Linked DNA regions of Macaca mulatta: region 2 is linked to region 1. Evidence: chromatin contacts called from public Hi-C data. All regions are on one chromosome and are shown on one strand. Each heading gives the region's core, a stretch centred on a gene start, on an enhancer-like site or on the middle of the called end of the contact. The rest is flanking DNA. Distances are from core to core; before and after follow the strand shown.

The links. A called contact is a pair of places that touch in the nucleus more often than the background predicts.
Region 2: a Hi-C map of liver shows a contact between it and region 1, with 2.5 times the contacts expected there. The contact joins the promoter of SND1 here to the promoter of ZNF800 in region 1. A contact is called at or near these places in 3 of 14 Hi-C or Micro-C datasets (cortical neurons, fetal cortex germinal zone and liver).

Annotation. Positions count from the first base shown.
Region 1 is chr3:167,239,559-167,247,002 of T2T-MMU8v2.0, reverse strand. ZNF800 (zinc finger protein 800) reads left to right here and starts at 4,705. Exons shown (of 6, transcript XM_015134845.3): 1 at 4,705-4,840; 2 at 6,412-6,530. The coding sequence starts at 6,470.
Region 2 is chr3:167,501,198-167,508,641 of T2T-MMU8v2.0, reverse strand. SND1 (staphylococcal nuclease and tudor domain containing 1) reads right to left here and starts at 4,255. Exons shown (of 24, transcript XM_077997258.1): 1 at 3,952-4,255.

The DNA.
Region 1 (7,444 bases), core at 3,456-5,955:
GGTGTTGGGGATAAGTGAAAAGAGAAACCTTGTAAACAGGTAATTCATTACTTTGCATCTTTCCAGATGCTCCTCTCTATAACTCCAAGGCTTCTACCTTCAGTTCCCAAATTGATAGCAACACTGTTATTAAAATCTGGAAGAGGAAGAACAGGTTTGGTGAGAAGATAAATTCAGTTTTGGTCTGGCTAATTTTGATATGCCTGGGGAAATGTAGATGGTCTGTCTTGCGGGCAGTTACAAATAGAATTGAGAGGCTCTAGAAACAGGTCTGACCTGGAGATAAAACTTTAGGAATCATCAGAATATAGATGTAACTGGAAGCACAGGCCCCGGACTCAGATAGATTTAGGTTTAAAGATCTAGGTCTAGCTCAGACACCCATTGTCTGTTTCCTTATTGGTAAAATGGGATAATATCTAACCCAGGATCTTTGTAAGGATTTGATGGAAAAATAAACAGCACTTAGCATGGTGTCTGAGTTCAGTAAGTGACAAAATTATCATTAGCTATTATTAGATTGCAATACAGCTAATATTTTTATTATTATTGTAATAGCTAACTTACTATAACAAAAACCCTTTTTTCCCCATGGAATTCGCTTAAATGCTACATGAAATGCATTTAAATGAAAGATCTGTAAGGTATGGTTTGATAGCCACAAGGCAGCATGGTACATGCATCATTGTGTCATTTGGTCAGCAAGACCTATGAGTGCCTTTAGTACAGGGAGTGGAAGATATGAAGCCATGTCAGCAGTTCTCCAGTAGGCAGCTTACCTCCAGGGTAGCAACCCAGTTATATCCACTCCCCACCCTCCTTAAAACAAGCATTTTAGGGAAAGGATTATCTTCGTTTTTCATGTTATGTTGTTTGCAGAATACTTAGGTGTTATATTCTACATAATTGATAACAGATCAACAATTTAATATTTGTCCTTCTAAATAAATTTTTCCATGACCTTTCTACAATCTCAGACCCTATCTTGGCTCATAATTTGATTTCTGTATCATTTTGGATTTAGTTATGTGTGGTAAACTGCCACATCATAATCAAAGCTGTCAAAATCAGGACCAGAGTACACAGGTCCTTTAGGAACTATAATTGCTTCTACTTGATGTTAGGTTCTTATGCTGTGTTTTAGTGGGATCTGCTTAGAATAGATGGAAAACTAAGAATGAATCTTAAAACAACATTTGATGAGAAAAACAAGTTCAGCAAGAAAACTTAAGGAATCACCAAAATGTATTTATAGAAGGCCACCAGACTGACTCAGTCAGTTGTAAGAATAAGTCTGACTAGTGTTTCTTTTACTGTTCTTAGAAAAGCATTAAAAAAAATCAGCAGCTTTAATTAGCTAGTATTATTTTCAAAATAATTATATATTGTGAGAGATTAAATGTGAAAATCATCACAATAATTCCTCCTATTCCTGAATGCATATCCTTTTGCAATGTGATTTTGCTGCTTCTCCCAGCAAGAGGCAAGTCTAAGTGTCTACTTCCTGAATTTAGGCTGGCTCTTTGACTTGACTAACAAAATGTAGTGAAAGTGTTGTCATATAAATTCTGAACTGAGGGCCTCAAGAAATCTTGTAATTTCTATTCTCTACTGGCTTGGCATGCTGCCACTGTATGAGGAAACCCAGGCTAGTCTCCTTGAGGTTGAAAGGCTACAAGAAGAGAGGTCCAGCCAACAGCCAACACCAAATACCATGTGACTGTACCTAGTCAAGCTGCTAGATGACTGTAGCATCTGCGTGGGTCACCCTAGACAAGGCTAGCCCAAATTACTAATCTTCAGAATTGAGAGCACATAAAATGACTTTAAGCCACCAATTCTGGGTGGCTATACAGCAATAATATACCGTATATGTGTATGTGTGTATGAGAGAGAGAAAGTGTTCTTTCATCTTGAGGACGAGAGAATTTTAAACTATAAAATGGATTTACGTTAACCATTACAATGTACTTCTAGACTTTTAGGATGAAAAAGTAATGTGTCACCTAGGTTGCTGCAGTGAACAATGAAAGGGAAGGCAGATCATTTTTTTGGGATGGTTTGTGTGCATTGTTTTTAGAGGTAGGGTGATAATTCTAGATGATGTCTAAGGTTCCTTTAAGCTCTAGAGCCCTGTGAAATTTCAATTAAATTCTTGTAATTTAGCAACTCATTTCCACTTCATGAACTTGCACATAGCATTTTAATATGCAATACCTTTCGCAACTGGCAGGATCTACTGGCTTGTCTTTCACATACAATGTGAACCAAAACAGCTATGGCATAGTGAAGGTAGCATAGTATAGATGGTACAGTGTGATGGCTAAGTTCACGAGTTCCAGAGCCAAACTGCTTGCGGTCAAATGATGGCTCAGCTACCTATCAGCTGTAACTTTGGTGTATTAGTCCATTCTCACATTGCTGTAAGGAAACACCTGAGACTGGGTAGTTTATAAAGAAAAGAGGTTTAATTGACTCACAGTTCTGCATGCCTGGGGAGGCCTCACTTACAATCATGGCAGAAAGCACCTCTTCACAGGGCAGCAGGACAGAGAATGAGTGCCAGCAGGGGAAATGCCACATGCTTATAAAACCATCAGATCTCATGAGAACTCACTAGCAGGAGAACAGCATGAGGGAAACCACCTCCATGATTCAGTTACCTCCCACTGAGTCCCTCCCACAACACGTGGGGATTACAGGGACTACAATTCAAGATGAGATTTGGGTGGGAACACAGCCAAATCATACCACTTGTTAAGTCATCTAAACTCTCTTTACCCCAGTTTTCCCACCTGTGGAATGGAAGGATAGCAAAACCTCATTAAATTGTTGATAGGATTAAATGAGCTAATATTGAGTTTAAAACGTATTAACTACTCAATACATGTCAAATAGTAGTACTGTTAATTATAGTAGGGAGTAATCTAGGTCCTGACCCCAAGTTCCTACTGACTGGCACATTACTTAATCTCTCTGGGTCTCAATTTTTGATTCTTTCTTTTCTTTCTTTCTTTTTTTTTTGTTTGAGACGGAGTCTCACTCTGTTGCCAGGCTGGAATGCGGTGGCGCGATCTTGGCTCACTGCAACCTCCGCCTCCCGGGTTCACGCGGATTATTTCATTTTTATAGATATGTTTAATATTTGTTTTACCCACACGCACATTTAATCTTGACTCTAATTCTAATCATTCAAAGATTGTCTAAACTTACTCTGTTAGCAAGCAATTTTGAGGACTCTCTAGTACTGACCACTTTGCATTAGAATATAAATAACACTACATTTGCTCACAAAACATACTGTTGTTTTTTAATTTTTTTTCTCACACCTGGTCAGCAAACAACTGATATATCTGAAGCAAAGCTTTTTCAGGGTTAGGGCAATTTAGACTTGCATATTCATTTTTAAGCCTATGATAAATATGTTTATTACATAAAAGTAGGAAAAGATCCTCTGAAAATGCAGAAAATATTTTACCTCACATTTTACCAAAGATCTCCAATATAGATATTTTTATGTTTCTTTCAGTCTTTTTTCACTGCATTTTTTGGAGTGACATTGCGCTTTATTATTGTATATCATTTTTCATATTACAGCCTTCTTATTGCATTTCAAAATCAATTTTTCTGCTTATTAGTTTTATATGCTTAATTTACAAATTTTGCAAAGTATACAGAATAAAGAAAATAAAAATCGTTCATAATTGCACCGTTACAGCCCACTGTTAAAGTATCACACTTCAAAATACTTCCTTTGTTGCTTAAGCATATCCCATACAACTAAATTTTATACAAAATGTGATTTTTATTGGTTGCATAACAAACACTATCTCAGAAGTATCATAACTTATTTTACATTAATTTATAAACTGTGGCATTTCATGTTTTAGTTTCACGTTAAGTGATGCCTCTCGACTCTTGGACCGATATATATGATCATACCGCTTATGGGACTGGTTAGTGTGTGTTTAAGATCATCTTTCTATCCTTTTCTTGTCATCCCCTATAATCAAGCTGCTGCAATCCCCGGAGACCTAATGCAAACGCTTCACCTCCTGGACCCAAGCCATCCACCACCGTCCCCCACCCTCTGCCTCAGCCTCTTATGTAGCTGGGACCACAGGCATGCGCCATCCTGCCCGGCTATTTTTTTTTTTTTTTTGGTTGAGAGGGGGTTTTGCCATGTTGCCAGGCTAGTCTTTAACTCCTGGGCTTAAGCGATCCTCCCGCTTTGACCTCCCGAAGTGCTGGGATTACAAGCACCAGCCACTGCGCCTGGTTTTTAAAGTAACAAATGTATTAATTTACAAACTTTCCTTTGGATTTTGAAAACTAAACTTTTTCTCTTCTAAACAAAGTCTATCTACTAAACTTCAGTTTTTCCAGGACCCCGCACAATGGCAGCTTAAGTTGGACCAACTGGAAAGGTTTTCAGTGGATCTTGGGGAGGATCGGAGATAAGGCGAATGGGCTTTATTCTCTTAAAATTTCCTGACAGTGGACACATATTTGCTTGATGTCACCAAGAGCAAGAATTACGTTCCAGGAGCTGGGAGGAAAACGACGGGGGCGGTTCCCTCGCCCCCAAGAAGCGGTCCTCGGTTGGCAGAATTTGACAGATGTCTGGGATCTTCGGGGATTTTCCAAGCAGGATGCGGGCGCAGAAGAGGAGGGAAAGGGCGTGAGCTCACGTGACCCAACTCCACTTTCAGGTTTGAGAAGCGGAGCTGCCGGGATAAATACCCATCTGCTACCAATAGATGCTTTCTCTCCCTTGGGCCTGATAAAACAACCCCCAAGTTCCGGGAGGCACGCTTCGAAAATTGTTGGCAAGAAAAAAGTAAGTTCAACTTTTGCCATTTAGCAATGCACTGACAGCCTTTTGGGGATCATCACTACTTACGGCTCATACATCTGCTCACCGCTTCCTAAGCCCTCTCCTAACCCTCCCCGAGTTTCAGTTCCACTGTACAGAGAACGCCGAGAGCAACAGTTTGGTGGCGGAGCAACCCGTCTCCGTGGGCGCGCACGCCGCACCGCAGACCTCACACCTCACCCTGGGCTTCGGCTCTCGGTCGGCCCGAAACTCCGGCCGCGGCCCTGGTGTCCCCTGCCCCGGTTCCCTCCCCTTGGACACGGCCCTCGCGCCCGCGGACCCGGTCGCCTCCCCATCCGCCGCAGCGGGTACAGCGCGTCGCCTCCCCAACAAGCGGGGGCGCCGACCGGGCGCATGCGCGCGGCGCTCCCGGGCGTGCCGGCCACACTCCCCCCACCCACTCGGTGAGCTTGTCACTTCCTGCCCTCGCCCCATCTCCGTCCGGGGTCAGTCAGTCGCTCCCTGTCGCTGCCGGAGAGTCTCTGCTTCCCCCTTCCTACGCGCTCCGCGGCGGTAGCTCGGGCTCTCCGGAGGAGGGAACGACAGAGAAAAAGAGAGACTGACTTAATAAAGTTTCCTGAAACAACAACTACCACCGAAAAGGCCCAAGGTGGGGGGAGACCCCCATTCTTCCCCGCCCCTCTCCTAAAGCCTGAGGGACCGTTGCAGGTGGAGCGGCGCTGGAAGGACCCGGGCTGCGGCGGCAGCCGTTGCCCCGGCGAGGGGAGCCTCAGGTCCTACCCGCTCCGGTTCCGGCTCCTTCGGTGGCGGCGGCGGCTGCTGCCGGGCGGTTCCTCCTGTCAACTGCCTCCGCCCGCGCGCCACCCGCCTAGCCACACAGCGCGGAGGACGCCGTAAGCCGCCGCCGCAGTCGCCTCGGCCCGCGGAGGGACGTGGTGAGCTGTGGCGCTTCCGCGTCAGCGCCGGCGGGGACTCTTTGGGAACGCGTCGGGCCCGAGTCCCGGTTCCCTCGCGTGGTCAGCGGAGGCTGCGCCAGGTGGGGCCCGCAGCAGCCTCCCACGCCAGGCTGTCCCCGCGGCTGCCCGGCCTGCCTTCCTTCCTTCCGCCCGCCGGCCCGCCCTAGGAGTTGAGTAAGTTGGGCGCACTTGGTTGTGGGAACGGGGTCTCCGCCAGGGAGACCCCAACGCACGTGCGTAGCGGGAGGGCGCGGCGTGAGCCCGCAGTCGGCGGGAGCGGCACCTCCGTAGTCTCAGAGCCCGGCGGTGCCCGCCGCGCTCCGCGCTCCCTCTCCGCGCGCCCGCCCGGGACGGCGAGGCCGCAGCCGCCCGCGCAGCTGGCCAGGCCTTCGCCCTGCGTTGCGCACCCGAAGCTGCGTTTCCGGGTAGGGCGATGAACCTGTGTGGGGAGTTTGGGCTGCAGGAGGGTTTGTGCGTCTTTCTGTTTTCTTTTCGAGAGGGAGGTGCGGGTCCGTGGAGGGAAAACGGATGGCTGATGATGGGAACGTATCTGGAAAATGCAACCAGTACCCCCCAGGAAGTTCAGGGCGAGTGACGGGTTTGTGCTTCTTTCAACAGCCACGCCGCAATGAAGAGCTTCTTACAGTGAAAGGAAAGTAGGTCGAGTCCACTGAAAATGCCTTTAAGGGACAAATACTGTCAGACTGACCACCATCATCACGGATGCTGTGAACCAGGTAGACCCCTCTTCATCCCCAGTTGCTTTGCCCTCCATCAGAGCCACTCTGCCTTCTCTTTCTTTTTAGTTTTTTTTTCCTCCTGCCCCAGTAGTTATTCTTAAGCAGGCTATAATATTCCCCAGCATAAGCCAGTTATGAAGCTAAAAGCTTGTACAAACAAGAGGTCTCCCCTGCTTGATCCCTTAAAAAAAGTACTGCAAGTGTCACCTTAAATCATTTCCACAAGATCAGTCGCTCAGTCTTTTTTCTTTCTCTTTCAAGGCATCCTGCGGTTAATATACTCCTATGGTCTGTAAGTGTTTAAAACTGAGGAGAAAGGAAAACGTAGAATACTAGATTTGTTGTCCTGAAATTGTTTCACTGAAACTTTAAAAATTAAAAGTTTCTTAGGCATTTTTATCAACAAGTAGTTCTGAAAGTCTAAAAGTGAGTTTAGTTTGGGTTTTAAAAGTTTGTTGAACTCATTGGGAGAATCAGGTTTTGCTAAGTGCAACCTTTAAAAAAATTTCTTGGGCAGAACATATTATATTGCAAAATAAAAGAAAAATCTCTTTATTTAGGTAGAATACATAATTATTTCCAGGGTATTTTATGGAATGAAACTTCCTTTAGTTGAATTTATCATATGAAAAAGTTGTTTTTCGGACTGTCATGAAGAGTAATAGCAAACTTTAATTTGATAAACTTGATATACTGTTGACAGTTTTTTCTACCTAGAACTTTGATATGCTTTATGGCAATCATTAAAAGGTATAACTTAAAAGGGAATCATTGAATGCATACTATCACTAAATCAAATAAAGACTGTGCTATTCTAATTAAAGGCAGATGTTTATCATTATTTTTGACCTAAAAGTTATTAGATTTTTAATGCATTTGCTTGCTTTTTGTTGGAATATTTTAACTGCACT
Region 2 (7,444 bases), core at 3,006-5,505, 260 kb before region 1:
CAGTGAGCCAAGATAGTGCCACTGCAATCCAGCCTGGGCGACAGAGCGAGACTCTGTCTTAAGAAAAAGAAAAAAAGAAAAGAAAAAGAAAGAAACCTAAGAAACATTTAGCTATACTTAACTAAATTATAGGTAGCATTTCCTAAAGGTTGTACACTGAAGGAATCTCCACTAAGTTACCCAGCAAGAAGTCTACATCTTGCTTTACAACAACCTGACAGCACAAGTCCCACTGAAGGAGAAAATTATGGCCCTTTCCTCCCTTGTGTCAATTTGCCTTGGTCACCCAGTGAGAATCATGGTTCTTAGTATAAAACAAAAGACTGGCAGAGGCATTCCTTTCCCCTTCTGAGGCAAGTAAGTGGGTGGGGGAGGGTAAGTTGAAATGGGAACTGGGTTTTGGCACTGTCCGTCCTCCCTTTAGCCTTCCACACCATAAGCAGGATAAGATATGCTGCCTCCATGGCTGCTTCCGATAAGCATACAAGATTCAAGAATTCAAGATTCATTCTGCTTTTGCAAACGCTTGACAAGAAATGTGAACATATCCAAAGAGAAAAGAACAGAGAGTAAACCAGGTCAGTAAAACCAGAGAAAATAGCCATCTCTAAGCTAAGGGGGGGTGACTCGATTATACTAAGTACCCCAACACTTCTCCCAACCTCATCTACTTAACATCTGCTGACAATATTCTGTTGCAGTTAAAGAATATCAAGCAAATTATTCAAAGAAACCCAGATTTTAAATCCTTCAGGGTTTCGAGAAAATAAGATCTGATTTGATAGAAGACACATATTTATCCAGGTTATATTTTGGCCACCCACATATTTCCAAGTCTCATCCCAACTCAGAAAATACAAATCCATCTTCAGTTTTTCCATCATCTTTACTGATTTTTTCTGTAACAGAACAACTCCAAAATGTCTGTATCAACTTACTGTCCACTTCCTCCTTAAATATTCCAGAACCAACTCTGTTCCTTCACCCCCACTCTCAATAGCAGACACAGGCGTTAACATCACCCTCGTTTTTAAAAAATTAGTCAAAGTGTTTTACAACTGGATTCCCAAGTTCTTCAACCTTAAACAAAATAATGTAGGACTTAATGGGATAGCAAAGCAGAGACCAGAAGAAACTTGTACCTCTCACGGCCCTACAACACTTTCTTCTGCCAAAAAAGAGGAAGGATTATTCCTCTTTACAGCGGCAAACTTCAACCCTAGACAATTTCAGACCTTCAGCTCAGCCTGAGTCCAGATAAATCCAAAGAGTTCACAATGAAAAGCGTAGGTCAGTGTTCCAATTTCTACCTCTCTCCCAAAAGGCAGAAAAGTAGTGTCTCCTGTTTTCCTATTCATCAAACTATTTCTTTTTCACTTTCATCTGTCATAGAGCTCCATCTTCCTTTGTAGAGTTCTTGCAAAGCAGTTCCTAGTAGCAATGGAAACTATTACTCTCCAGGAAAATACAACTTTGCTTAGCAGAAGAGCTTCACACAGAGCAATTTGTCAGTGGTCAATTTTTCATTCCAGACAAGGCTTCTAAACCTGGCACAAATCTGCCTGTCACTCTGCAGTTCACTCAGCTTCCCTCCCCTAATCCCTGCCTGTAACTCACCCATCCCCTGTAGTGTGGTCAGAGAAGGCAGTGCAATCTATACTCAGTATGGATGGCTCAAATCACTGAATTGTATATGCCACTTCCTAGACTCAACCATCTTCCACACCATACTCCTATGCGAAGACCATAAGCACCAAATGAAGTCACTTACCATAACAGCGGCTCCCGGACAAAACAAGGAGTAACATCTCATCTTTTCTCAATTATAGACAGCTTCACTTTCCTGCAATTTGTGGCTATGCATCACTGGCATCACTGGCATCACTATGCACCACCCTCCATGTTATAAAGTAATACCCTGGAGTCGTGAAGTCAGAGACATCATGCATGATATTGAAGAGCATGTGCCGTGGCAGACAGACCCAGGTTTAAGTCTCAGCTCTGCCTCTTATTACCAATATAAGGTACCTATCCTTGGGTAAACTATTCTTTCTAAACCTCAAATTACACATCTGTAAAATGTACCTGACAATCATTATTTACTTGTTCGTGTATTATAAGTGAGACAATATGAGCAGAATACTCAGCACAAGACATGACAATAAACACGTAATTGGTGATATTCAGTATCCATGGGGGTAATCTGTGGGCAGTCACTGCACAGAACCCAGATGCCCTAAAAGCCTCCAGCATTGGCAGAAACAAAACTATGTTCAGCCTCATTCTATTCCCATTCCACAAATGAGAGAGAGCTTTAAGAACAATTTAAACTTTAGCAAGGAGAAATCTCAGAAAGATCCACTCTTTCTTACCGCCAAACCCAACACCGGACAGCCAAGAGATGTTTTTGTTCCTATGGTGAAGGGAAGATCAGTGCAAATGAAAAAGCTAATGAAAGAAGAGCCACTTTAGGATAATCCTTTCATGAGTCAGGTCAGTATTTCGGAGGAAATATATATGCGGATCTTGGAAATTCTCTTCTCATTCAGTTTCTGATCAGTTATGACCCTCCATTATACATAAACAAAAGGAAAAGGCATTTGAAAATCCCAAGAATCGTGGCTGGTGGCAGACTATTACCTTAAGAAATGAGCACATGGAAATTGGGAGAGGGGATCTTAAAATCGGCTTTACACACACATAAGCTGCAGAACATTTTAATCTTGTGAGATCATGGGATAATTAAATGAATTTTTTTAAAAGCTGGGTCTTGCTATGTTGCCCAGGCTGGTCTCCAACTTCTGGCCTCAAGCGATCCTCCTACCTCGGCCTCCTAAGTGCTGGGATTACCAGCATGAGCCACTGCACCGCGCCTGAAATAGAATTTTTCAAAACTTTCTACAACAGCTAAACTTGTGGAGCTTTGTGAGAAAGCATCACATAGGATATTTGCTGTTGCAGACGGAAATGTCAGAACTGCAGTGTGAAACGACATCTAAAAGTTTACAGTCATCATAAACCAGAAAATTTGGTAAAACCAAGAAATGTCAGGTTCCAAGATTTGGGAGGGTTTTGGGGAGGATAACTGGGAGCTGGTGATAAACTGAATTGATATTATCAAATTATCATGGAGCTAGAAGTAAATTGTAAAAATAAACTTTGCAGGTTCAAATTCAAAATTCAAGAATTTTCAAAAAGTTGAGTGTATATAAAATCAGGCAGAATCTACAGTGCTATGAGCACTAGACTAGGAATCCAAACACTTGGGCTCTTGTTCTGGCTCCAACCCAAACCACCATGTGACCTTAAGCAAGTCACTTGCCTTCTTCAAGCCTATCTCCTTATCTTTAAGGGACGGGAGAACAATAATGATTACTAAGATTCTTGCCGGCCTAACCTTTTAAAAGTCAAAGGCACACAAAGATCATGAGCTTTCAGGTCTACACAGAAGGTGGAGGGAAAGAGGGGAAAAGACGGCCACAGAGTGAGAAAACTTGGGAGTCAAGTAACAGCGTTTGTGGGAACAGAAAAGTTTCATGATGGCCAAGTACTCGTAGAGAAGAGCCCATGTCAGGATCTCGAAAAACTGCTAACTACTCAGCATATGTCAAAATGAACAGAAAGACGGGGGGTGGGAGGACAGATATCAACGAATTGTCTCTGTCAATCAATCAGTAATCGATCTGTCCTGGTAAACAGCCAGGAGATCCGAATGCGGCAACCTCGGAAATCACTGTGACCCCTGATGTCAAGGTGTCCGGGAGGCAAGGAACAAGGGGACTCCGTGTCTGCTTCCGTATAGTGAGAGGATTCGGAGAATCGATGAAAAGTGAGGAAGAGGGCAGAGGAAAGGGGATATGGGACACGGAGCAGGCTGGCGGGAGGTGGAGTCAATGCCTGACTCCCGCCCGAAGGCAGGCAGAGGGGTCGGTGTCCGGGGCCCGTTCTCACCATCTTGACGATGCCCCGCTGCACGGTGGGGACCGCGGGTCCCCCGGAGGAGCCGCCGCTCTGCGCGGAGGACGCCATGTGTGGAGATGCAAAGGCAACGAGTGGAGCGGCTGGCCGGACTGGAGGTGTCAATGTGGGTGTCGGTGTTGGTGAAAGGGAGTCGAGGCGAGGGGCAGGCTGGCTACCAGCTGCGGAGGGTGGACGGGACGGACTCGCCAGGCGCTCACAGGAGCAGCAGCGGGACTCGGAACGAAAGAGACGCGATCTCCGCCGCCGCCACACGTTCTACTCGCCGCGCAAGCGTGCCAGAGCGCCACCGCCCTCCGGCCAATTAGCGCCCAAAGCCCGCCGGACCTCAGGCCAATAGGCACCCTGCTCGCGGAGCCCCGCCCCTTGGTCCCCAAAACGGTGGCGAGTTCCAGGAAGCGCTGAAAGAGTTGATTTGCGAGGATGGGCTAAGTATGGGGCGGGACTTCCGGGGCAGCCGGCGTAGGTAATGTCGGGAGGTGTAGTGGGAAGGAAAGGACACGTCAGCATCTGGCCGCGGGGCGCGGGGGGCCATGGGAGCCCCAGGGGCGGAGTCAGCTGCGCCCTCACGCCTGACCCCGCCCATGACGCTCCTCCCTGCCAGCCGCAGGGGCGCACATTTGTATGTCCACCTAGGTGGGCACTGCTGTATCCGGGAATGCGGCCTGGGAGGGTGGAGCCACGCAGGCAGAGTCCTGGAGGAATCTTACCCGCTACACTCGACTTCCGACATTTTAGCTTGGCTAAAAGTATGAAGAGAACTTGGAAAAGTCAGAGCTTGGTGGAACCTCCTACCGATGTGCGCTTTGACCCGCCACGCGGCCGCGCGCCTTCCTTGCAATCGGGAGTGTGTCTCGCTCTTGTTTGTGTCGCTAGGGTCTAGCGCTTGTGAGGCGTTCCATTGATGTTTGTTAGTGGGAGGAATAAATGTCTCTTAGAGGAAGGACGTGCCCCGTATACAGGGGAGAATGACCCTCGTCTCTTCCCAGCTGCTCCCGTGACGTTAGGGAAAAGCCTCGCTTTACGCTCTCCCCCTACCCGGTGTGAAGCGCCTGCAGCCACCGGACACCCTTCCTAGCCCCAGTAAAGAGGTGGGGGAAGGAACGGGAGAGCCAGGGCCTACAAATATTTAAGTGACTGTTTAGCGAGAACTAATATTCGTTGAATGCCCACTATGTGGAACCAAGGACCTTGAATGTGTTATGTCATTTAATCGTGAAACTTGGCTCTACACTGAAGACGTACTGCCCCTGCAGTTCTTTTTGTTTCTTTGGTTTTGTGGCTTTTTTGAGACAAAGTCTCGCTCTGTTGCTCAGGCTGGAGTGCAGAGGCACGATAACAGCTCACTGCAGCCTTGACATTCCCGTGCTCAAGCGATTCTCCTGCCTCAGTCTCCTGTGTAGCTGGAGCTGGTACCACGGGTCCGCGCCACCGTGCCCGGCAGATTGTGTGTGTGTGTGTGTGTGTGTGTGTGTGTGTGTGTGTAGAGAGGAGATCTCACTTTGTTGCCCAGGCTGGTCTCCTGGGCTCGAGTTATCCTCCTGCTTCGGCCTCCTAAAGTGCTGGGATTACATGCATTATCCACAGTGCTCGGTACCCTGCTCTCTTAAAAGATTGTAAATTAATTCTCCCGCACTAAACATATCCCAGGGTCAAGTTTTGAGGTCACCTTCTTAGATCCCTAATTTGCCACCCTTTTCCAAAAAAAAAATGAATAAATAAAATAACCTCTGTGGAGGTTCGTTTCATCTGATTATACCCCTCTCCATCTCGTGGTGTTTTATCTATCCTACCCCTATTTCTACCCTGTCCTTCATTGAAATTGTTAACACTTGGTGCACACTCTTCAGCCAATAATCCTGAAATACTTCAATATCTATGAGCATGATTTATTCCATACCCTGGCCTCTTTGCTTCTTGACCTCATCTTCAGTAAACTTGACCTCTGCACCAATTTAGGACGTTCTCCAGTACAGATAAAACACCATAACTTCATAGATACAATTGTAAACTCAAACACTTTGTTCTTTGATCATAACTGCTGTCCTCTCTCCCTTCTCACTCAGTTAATTGTCTTATATCTTGTATTAGTTGCATAACAATTTGCCCCAAAACTTAAATAATAAAGAAAACAATAAGCATTTATCTCACAGTTTTTGTGGGTAAAGAATCTGGGCTGGTTGCCTGCCTTTTCCTCTAGGTCTTCTCTTATAAAGCTGCAGTCAAGGTGACAAGGGCAGTTGGGGAGGGGACTGTGGTCTCATCTGAAGGTCCTCCTCTGACTGAAGGTAGATTGCTTTCCAAGCTCACTCATAGTTGCTGGCAGAATTCAATTCCTCAAGATGCTGGACTAACAGCCTCAGTTTTTCAATGGTTCAGTTTCCCTCTATGTGCGTCATGGGTCTCTCCAAAGGGCAGCTCACAACGTAACAGCTGGTTTCCATTAGAGCAAGCAAGTGAGAGACAACAGAGGACAAGCTTTAACTAGAATTTAAAGTCCCTGAACTCACTACCCTCACTTTACCAGCTCCCCGCTGCCTTCTCCTGGATCCTTGGCTAGACTCCATGCACTGTCCATCGTTTTAGCCCCTTTCCTACCGATATCTTCATCTGTTATTCCCATTGTCTTTCCTTGGGCCCACCTGTCAAAACTCAACTCTAGGCCCTCTATAGCTCTCTACTTTCTTCAAACCTACCACTTACCTGGAGAAAACACTCAATTCTGCAGGTTGGTGCCACAGTGAATTAATTAATAGGTCCTCACACAGTGCCTGGAATTTCTTCTCTTTATTCAGTCAGCTCAGCCTTGAACTCTACTGAGTTTGTTTTAACTGACTCTACCATCTCCCACACTCTGAAATAGTGATAAGGCCTCCTACTTGGAAGAGAAAATCATCAAGAACTCCCTCCATTTTCCACTACCAAATCTAAAATCTTCCTCCTCATTCCTCTCTTCTCCCTTGTTACTGTCAGCTAAAGAAAAAAAAAAATCAAGCTTTTAAAAAATAAAAGTTAATTTTATCCAGAAGTCTTACTGAGGCCCAAGGACTACATATTGCCCAGGAGCAGTTGCCAGACTGCTCCTGCACAGTGTTTCAGCCCTTTGCTTATATACAGGAGGTGGAGGTTCAGTTACATGCAAAATCACATCAAAGCTTGGGTGTCAAGAGTACATCTGGTTATAGAACTCTAAAGTACATATGGTTATAGATTGTAGAAGTAGAACCACTAACTCTGTCAGATGTTATCTTATGTGCAGGGAAAGGCAAGGACTAAGGTCATTTATCTTTTATGGACTATACTGACTCAGGCAACAGACATTGGGGGCCGTGTGCTTTATCCTGTTTTGTCTTCAGAGCATCTTTCAGGATAGCAGTTGTCATCATCACAGTCAGGGGCTTTGTGAAATTCTGCTGAGAAGCAGAAATGAGGAAATGGCTTCTTACATTTGCTACCTTGTCTCACA